2 separate regions of the Zea mays genome follow, and region 2 is linked to region 1. Evidence: chromatin contacts called from public Hi-C data. All regions are on one chromosome and are shown on one strand. The core of a region is the stretch at or near the end of the contact, and the rest is flanking DNA. Distances in the headings are between cores, read along the strand shown.

Region 1 (3,985 bases), core at 1,103-3,602:
CTCTGCTCCATGATTCTTTAGCTTCGAGAGCTAATTCTCCAATAGAGTGATTCCAAATGATTCTCAAGTAAAAGTGAATCTATTTGACGAAAAACGTTTGGCAAATTGTGCGTGAAGTGATTCGTGAGGTGTTAGAGCGTGGGGAGCAGCGGGAAGCAGGTTTTTAGCTCTCACTCCCACTATGGAGCAACCTAGTTTTTAGCCGTTTAGCTTCTTAGAAGTGATTCTCGCTAGGAACAGAGATGTGGGAGCTCTGCCAAACGCCCCCTAAGGATGATGCCAGTGAGCAATCTGCTAAGAACAACAACATATTAGTATCTTGAGATGTCCCTTTGTAGATGCTTTTCACATATGAATGTTAATCACATGGTTCAGTACCGTTTGACAATGTTCTTCACCAGAATTCACTGATAAAGACAATGAGGAGGCAAGTGCACATGACGCTAGTAAAAAGAACAAGAAAAAGAAGGGCACATGACATAAACAGAAGTGAAAATCAGGCAACAACTGGACTTGGTGAGTCAGATAACAAGGAGCCACTCCAAACACGAACATTTGCCAATGGTATGATAACTCAGGAGGTAGAGATGGGCAAACCTGATGGTAAAAAAGCCACACATGGGAAGAAGGTAAAATTTCTAGCATATGAGGAGCTTCAAAGGGATGATCCCCTCCTAGCTACCCATTTCCGGCCTCATGCAATTCTAGCATTTACATGCTTTCTTCATGACATGCATGCATCTTTTTTTGCATGTCTATGGCCAATTTTACTACTTGAGCCCCTGCTTAATAATGCTATTTTCTTCTTCTTCTTAGGTTTCTGTTAAATATATTGGCAAGCTAAAGGATGACAATATTTTTTACTCCAATGTTAGTGGAAGACATTTTGAGTCTAGACTAGGTAATTACCCTCTAACGTTACTCCAAATTAGTACCAAATGGATGGTTTTAATGATGCGTTGCTTGTAGGTGTTGGGCAGGTCAGTGGCTGGGACGTTGGCCATATGTATTATATATTTGCCTTCATCATGGTATTAAACACAATTACTGATTAGTGTTTGTTAACATATATGTGGGTTGGGGACAAAAGGAGACTCACCATTCCACCTTCCATAGGGTAAAATGCATTGGCATTTTAAACTCACCAGTCCACGATAACAAATCAAAATTTGCAACTTAACCTCTTGGTAATTTGTTTTTCCTTCTATTCATATGGATCTTTAGGTGGTGGATGTGAGTGACACAAAGGAGTGTGTTTACATCTGGAATGCAAAAAAATTGTTTTCTGTCCAAAAGAGTGGGGTAGATACCACAAACTAGACCCTCATCTTTGATGTGGAGCTGGTGAACGTAAAATGAAGGGAGGACCAGATCACAAGATCCACCATGAGAAACTGCAGAAGTTTCAGAAATTTTGTAGCACGTCATTTTCTATAGATATAGGGTCTTGTAAGTGGATCTATCTTTGCCGTTATCATACTTATATGAACTGAGTTTCAAAAAGAACTGTTAACAGTTAACTGTTGCTACTTGAGATAATTCCCATCTTACTGCTGATTTTTCAAGTGCCATTTGGCATTCTTCTGATGCCCTCAAAACATAATTCGAATGGTTGAAATGGTTGGCTGCATGTATAACTTCACGTCCATTGCGGGAGTTTGTCACCGGGGGTGGAAATTCTGTTTTTTTTTAAATATCGGTTCAGTTTTTCGGTTTTAAAAACTTCAGTTTTACGTAGAACTGTTCAATTTGCCAGAAAATGAAAAATCGAGAAGTTCAGTTTCAGTTTTTTACTTTGATTTTTCAGTAAAAATAGAACACCAAACTTGGTTATATGACAATATATACAAGTTTACATGATATATCATAATTTTAAAAAGTAAAAATTATATAGATACAAAAAATTATAAATACATCATAAATTATATAAAAAGTGAACAACAATTTTATTGTATCACATATTTAGTTCATATAATCAAACATTTCAATTTTATAATCGATAGGTATTTCGGTTCGGTATATGATAACACCAATTACTATACCGAACACCGAACTTTATAGATATAAAAACCGAAACCGATTACGATATCGAACATCGAATTTTGTAGATATAAAAACCGAAACCGAACTGAACTATAAAATACTAAAATTTGGTTCTATTCGGCTCGATTTTCGTTTAAAAAGTGGCCACTCCTATTGGTCACATCATTTTGGCCTGTGTTCAGGCGAGAAATATGTTCGACATATATTTTTATATAAAAATAAGGTTACTATAAATTCTTCCTAATGGAACCGAAATTTTGCCTGGCTCTTGAGAGGCTAGCTTTTGGCTTGGGCGGCTAGCTGTTGGACGCCAGCCAGAGCCGCTGGCTGCAAGCGGCGCGCCCGGCGCCCACACGGCCACAGCCACGGTCCATCGCATCCCGAGCGCCGAAATCCAAACGCACAATGACTTCGCCGCCCCCGCCCCCGCCCCCCACCGTGTGCGTTCTCCTCCCCTTCTCTCCCTCGTCCGCCGGCCGCCCTCACCACTCGCGCCACCCCGCGCGCCGCCGCCTGTGCGTCCGCAGCTCAAGGCCCAGCCCACCGGGCATCCCCAACACCAGCACCAGGCCGCCTCCGCTGCCGCCGCGCCGACTGCACGGAGCAGACCGCCGCCTCAGCGCCCTGATCCACCGGGGCGACCTAGACGCGGCGCTCCGCCTCGTGGGCTCCTCGCCGCGCCCGCCCGACGTTCCGCTCGCCAACCGGCTTGTCCGCGACCTCTGCCGGCGGGGCCGCCCCGCCGACGCCGCGCGCGTCGTCGAGGCGTGCGGGCCCGAGGCCACCGCCGCCACCTACGGCGCGCTGGTCGACGGGTACTGCCGCGCGGGCCTGCTCGAGGACGCGCGCCGCGTCGTGGGCGGAATGCCCGCGCACGTGCAGGCCAGCAGCGCGTACGCCCACAACCCACTCATCCACGCGCTCTGCGAGCGCGGGCGGGTCGCGGACGCCCTCGTGGTGCTCGACGGCATGCTCTGCCGCGGGTGCGCGCCCGACGTGGTCACCTACAACATCCTGCTCCAGGCGGCGTGCAAGGGGAGAGGATACCGGCAGGCCCTGGAGCTCATCGATTTCATGCGCGCAGAGGGGTGTGAGCCCAACAACGTGACGTACAATGTCATCATCGATGCTATGTGCAGAGAAGGTGATGTAGACCAGGCACGCGAGCTTCTGAACAGCTTGCCTTCTAGAGGTTGCAAGCCCAACACTGTCAACTACAACACTGTTTTGAAGGGTTTCTGCAGCATCGAGCGATGGGTGGATGCTGATGAGATTCTAGACGAGATGGTTCGTGAGAACTGCCCACCAAACGAAGCAACACTCAATGTGATCATCAATACCTTGTGTCGAAAAGGATTGCTCCAGAAAGTTACTCTGTATCTAGAGAAAATGTCAAAGCATGGATGCACGGCAAATGTTGTTACATACAATGCTGTAATCAGTGGGATGTGTGAGCAAGGAAATGTGGATAGTGCCTTGGAGTTACTCAGCAACATGCAATCCTTTGGTTGTAAACCTGATATTGTCACCTACAACACTGTGCTAAAGGGTTTGTGCAGTGCTGATAGGTGGGAGGATGCCGAGGAGCTAATGATTAAGATGTCCCAGAATGATCGCCTCCCAGATAACTCGACATTCAATACTATTATTAGTTTCTGGTGTCAAAAGGGATTGATTTTGCAGGCCTTTGAAGTCTTTAAGCAAATGCCTGAGAAAGGCTGCAATCCTAATTCAACTACTTACAGTACAATAATAGGTGGACTAACCAAGGCTGGCAAGATGGAACAAGCCCTTGAGTTGTTGAATGAAATGGCCAACAAAGGATTCAACACAGATAAGATGTACCGGGTGTTAACTGAGAGTCTGAATAAAGAGGATAAAATTGAAGAGGTAGTCCAGGTGGTTCATAAACTGCAAGATTCAGGCATATCACCCCAGACAG
Region 2 (3,985 bases), core at 920-3,419, 200 kb before region 1:
TGACCAGCAATAATCTCTCAGCTGACCCTTGTACAAAGTGGACTTACTACATAATAAGCATTTTCAATCAATGAACAAAACTGTGTCATCTACGCATCGAGAAATACAGCGAGTAGACCGAACTCAAATATCAAGAACATTCCAAGCTTTGGCATTCCAGACAAGTGCTCTTTCGAGGTCAGTGTACATTTCTGAATTCTGAGATCGATACCTGGGGAGTTTGGATCTGAGCACTAAAATAAGATCAGATTCACTCGAGCTGTCCCAGATGCATGCCAGAACATACAAGCATACAACTACTCTCTGACTTGTCTCACATGCATGGCCAACAATTATCATAAACATATATTCAAAATACAGTTTATCATGAACGGCTGTTGAGTTTATCCTTTTTTTCTTTTTCCGTGAGAATAGCTGATGAGTAATGCGGAGAAAATAACACCTATGAGCAAATGCGTTTGGCACATTCTTGAGCAGGAACATGTAGAAGATCTGGAAAATACGCTTAGTTCTATTCTATCACAGATTGTGAAAGGAACCAGCATTTGCCACTGCTAGGTCGTAAAACATATTATTTGGTTCCTCGCATTACTAACCAGACAGAGCAATTCAGCTCGGTTCAGAGTATTCCATAAGACACAATCTGACAACTTAAGTGCCGGGTTGCACTGGTTGTGAAAACAGGGCAATTATCTAACCTGACATAAGATGAAAAAGTTGTGATTGCAGAACTGCCAAAAAAATTACATTGAGTAATTATGTACTCCTACATAAGTAGGAAAGTGAGTATTTCTGGTTCAAGAAAGGAAATTTAGGCACTATGTACATTTTCTTTTGATTCTGAAACAGTAAAAACATTCAAATCTATAAAATCTAATGAAAACTAGACAGTATATAGCTTTTCAAAAATTGCACCAATATCCTGCACATCCCCCAGGAGATGGCAATGAGCCTAAGATGGAAGAAGGGGGGTAATTAAAAGCCTTTCAAATTACAATAAGCTATCCTCTATGGTAATGAGTCCCAGATATGCTGCGGTTGGGGGTCTTGATCTTGAGTACACCAAAATCCTGTATGCTTTTTTTATATATTATAGCTCAATCACTCCACAAGGAGTGATCTTGACAGTGAAAATAAGAGAAGTGCAACTGACAGGTGGTTAGTTTATATGGTACCAGTGCAATAATTGAAATAATGGCTTTGTACATTGAAGCCCATTTAGCATCCAAACCCGGAGTAAGCGAGTAAGCAATTGTAACCCCCACAGAAGCGAACACTGTAAATATGTAACAGCAAGGCAGCAGTAGAACTAACAGTCTACTAATCTAGATCAGGTGAGGCACGTTAACAACCAAAGAAGCAGCACAACTCTCATAACACACACAAGCCTCTCAACTAGAGCCTGCACGGAGCAGAAGCAGATTGTACAGGGTAGTACAACAGAACGGAAAGAATGGTGCCGAACACGGACACGCGCAGCTACTACACCATGGATTCGTTTACAGCAGCATCAGATCAGATCACAAATAAACCACGGACCTGACTGATGCACACGACGAGCTTCGGGCGGGGAGACGGTGGTCAGGTGAGGGGCGTGGAGGAGGACACCTCGGCCTTGTCGAGCCGCCGCAGCTGCCACGCGCGCAGCGCGAGGAAGGCGCCGAGGACGACCTGCATTGCGATAGCCACGCCGGCGAAGGCGATCCCGAGCCGCTCCCCGAAGTTGAGCCGACGCCGCCTGGGCGGCGGCGGCGGGTGCGGGGGCGGCGGCCGGTGCTTCCAGTGCCGGTGGCGGTGCCTCCGCGGGTGCTGCTGCGCCGGAGGGGGAGGAGGGGACGGGGCGTCGGACGCGGACGCGGCCTGCCGCTGCGTGGCGGGCACCGTCGGCGGCGAGGGGGCAGCGGCGGCGGAGGGGAGGGACGGAGAGGCGAGGAGGAGGAGCGGGAGGAGGAGGGTCAGCGTCGCGGCTCGGGCGGGTGGGGAGGGGCGCGGGCGTGGCGCCATGGGAGGGGGGCGTGGCATCAAGGGTGAGGGAGGGGCGTCGAGGAGGCGAGGCGAATCTGGTGGTGGTGGGAGGGATTGGGGGAGAGGCGGTGGGAGGAGGGCAAGGGAAGGGTGAGGGCGGAGCTGGGATGAGCTGGTGCGAGGCCGAGAGGGAGCTGGACGCGTGGTTCGGTTTCTCACTGCCTGGTTTTTTTTAAGGTGCGCTCGGTGGGAGGTCGGAGGTGTCACGCATGGTGGCTGGCTTGAAGCCGGCAATCCTGCCAGCTCCCGGCCGGATCCGGACGGCAACCAACAAGCCCACACACCCAACACCGCATGCATGTAGACTCTGGCAAGCTACGACGAGCATACTGCATAGTACGACAGATACCGCTAACCGGCGAGGTGCAATAATGGCGGAAACGCGGCTTTGCAGCGGACGTAGCAGCCCAATGCGCGTGACCGTGAAGAGAAGTCGACTCCTCTGGTCCTGCAGACCTGCGCGTGACCGTGATGAGGGCCCATTTTTCGCGTGCTGGAATCCAGTAAACCAAAACGTCTTCTTCACCCTCCAGAAAGGTAGCTTTATAGTTTGGTAAGTTAAGGCCCTGTTTGGTTCTATAGGACTAATGTTTAGTTCCTACCTTTTAGTCCCTTTTAATTCCTAATTCTCCAAAAACAAGAACTAATAGAGGGACTAAACCAGTTTAGTCTTTAGTCCCTCTAAGGGCTCCTAAACGTAGGATTAGACATAAAACCCGAGCCCGAAGCCCGTTACCCAAAACACCCAAACCCGTACCCGTTTAGCCCGATGCTCGTTACCCGAACAATTCTAACGGGTAACAAAACCGAATACCCGAACTAAGTTTGGGCCTAATCGGGTATTAACCCGCGGTACTCGAAGTACCCATTCTACCCGAAATTAGGCAGGCTGAGCGCTAGCCGCTAGCCCGCTAGGCAGCCCAACAGCGCAGCGACACAGCCCACGCCCCACGGCCAGGTCCCAGTCCGGCTGTCCCTGATCCCAGTCCCAGGTCCCACTCCCAGCAAGGCAGCAACCCTAGCTCCCAGGCGGCCGACGGGCCGACCGGCCGACCGCCGCCGACGGCGTCCTCCACTCCTCCTCCAGGCTCCAGTCCGGCTCCTCCCAGGCTCCCAGCCTCCCAGGCCCCAGCACGGCAGCACCGCACTGCGCACAGACGCGCAGGGCGCAATCCTCCACTCCTCTGTCCTCCTCTCAGGCTCCCCGGCCCCGCGGCCCACTCCCATCGACCAGCACCGCAGTCCCAGGCTCCCAGCAAGCAGCAACCAAGGTCCAAGGCTCCTCTGTCCTCTCCTCTCCTAGTGCGCGCACCGCGCAACCAAGCGTGCTTCTTTGCCGAGTGCCAGAGCTATTACACTTGACAAAGAACCTATACCGGTGCCCAGGTTTTGGTTCTTTGCCGAGTGCTATGGCCCTGACACTCGGCAAAGCATCTCTTTACCGAGTGTCACACTCGGCAAAGTGACCAGTATACATCTTTTTTATTTGTTTTTTATATTCCATCCAAACAAACAAAAGATACCACATATACATCACATATATCACATATATACATCACAGATATCATCACAAACATAAATGTTGGGGACTTGTTCTCAAATGCTTCGAATTAAGAACAAGGCAACACAAAGATGTTAAGTATAAATGCCCTTCGTCCGCTGAAGCATTATCTCCCTAAGGATTTAATGAGCTTCGGACGAACGTCGTAAGTAAAGTATTTAAGACAACAATGAGAAACGAAATATAAAGCACAAAATATATTCACATGTTTTATTATATGAATATACAAGTATTAAAACACAATATTTAGGCACATTTATACCTTCTCCTTGGCAGAAAGCAATAATTCAAGCGTGACGTGTCCGTGATTACAGGATCGCGTGAACAGTGTCGGGATATTGTTCACCTATTTATAGGCACAGGATGCAACCTGCGCAAAATTACATTTATGTCCTTTAC

What was found. Hi-C and Micro-C count contacts between places; a contact is called where the count stands out from the background.
Region 2: a contact with region 1 is called in a Hi-C map of tassel, with 2.9 times the contacts expected there. The contact joins the promoter of LOC107403158 here to the promoter of LOC100272731 in region 1. A contact is called at or near these places in 6 of 25 Hi-C or Micro-C datasets (ear, endosperm, leaf and 1 more) and 1 of 3 datasets of contacts at active chromatin or transcription factors (seedling).

Annotation. Positions count from the first base shown.
Region 1 is chr2:47,051,399-47,055,383 of Zm-B73-REFERENCE-NAM-5.0, reverse strand. LOC100272731 (Pentatricopeptide repeat-containing protein) reads left to right here and starts at 2,352. Exons shown (of 1, transcript NM_001147184.1): 1 at 2,352-3,985. The coding sequence starts at 2,449. It also overlaps the pseudogene LOC109944170.
Region 2 is chr2:47,252,660-47,256,644 of Zm-B73-REFERENCE-NAM-5.0, reverse strand. It overlaps LOC107403158, which reads right to left and starts at 2,169. Exons shown (of 1, transcript NM_001321434.1): 1 at 1,255-2,169. The coding sequence starts at 2,022. The coding sequence ends at 1,582.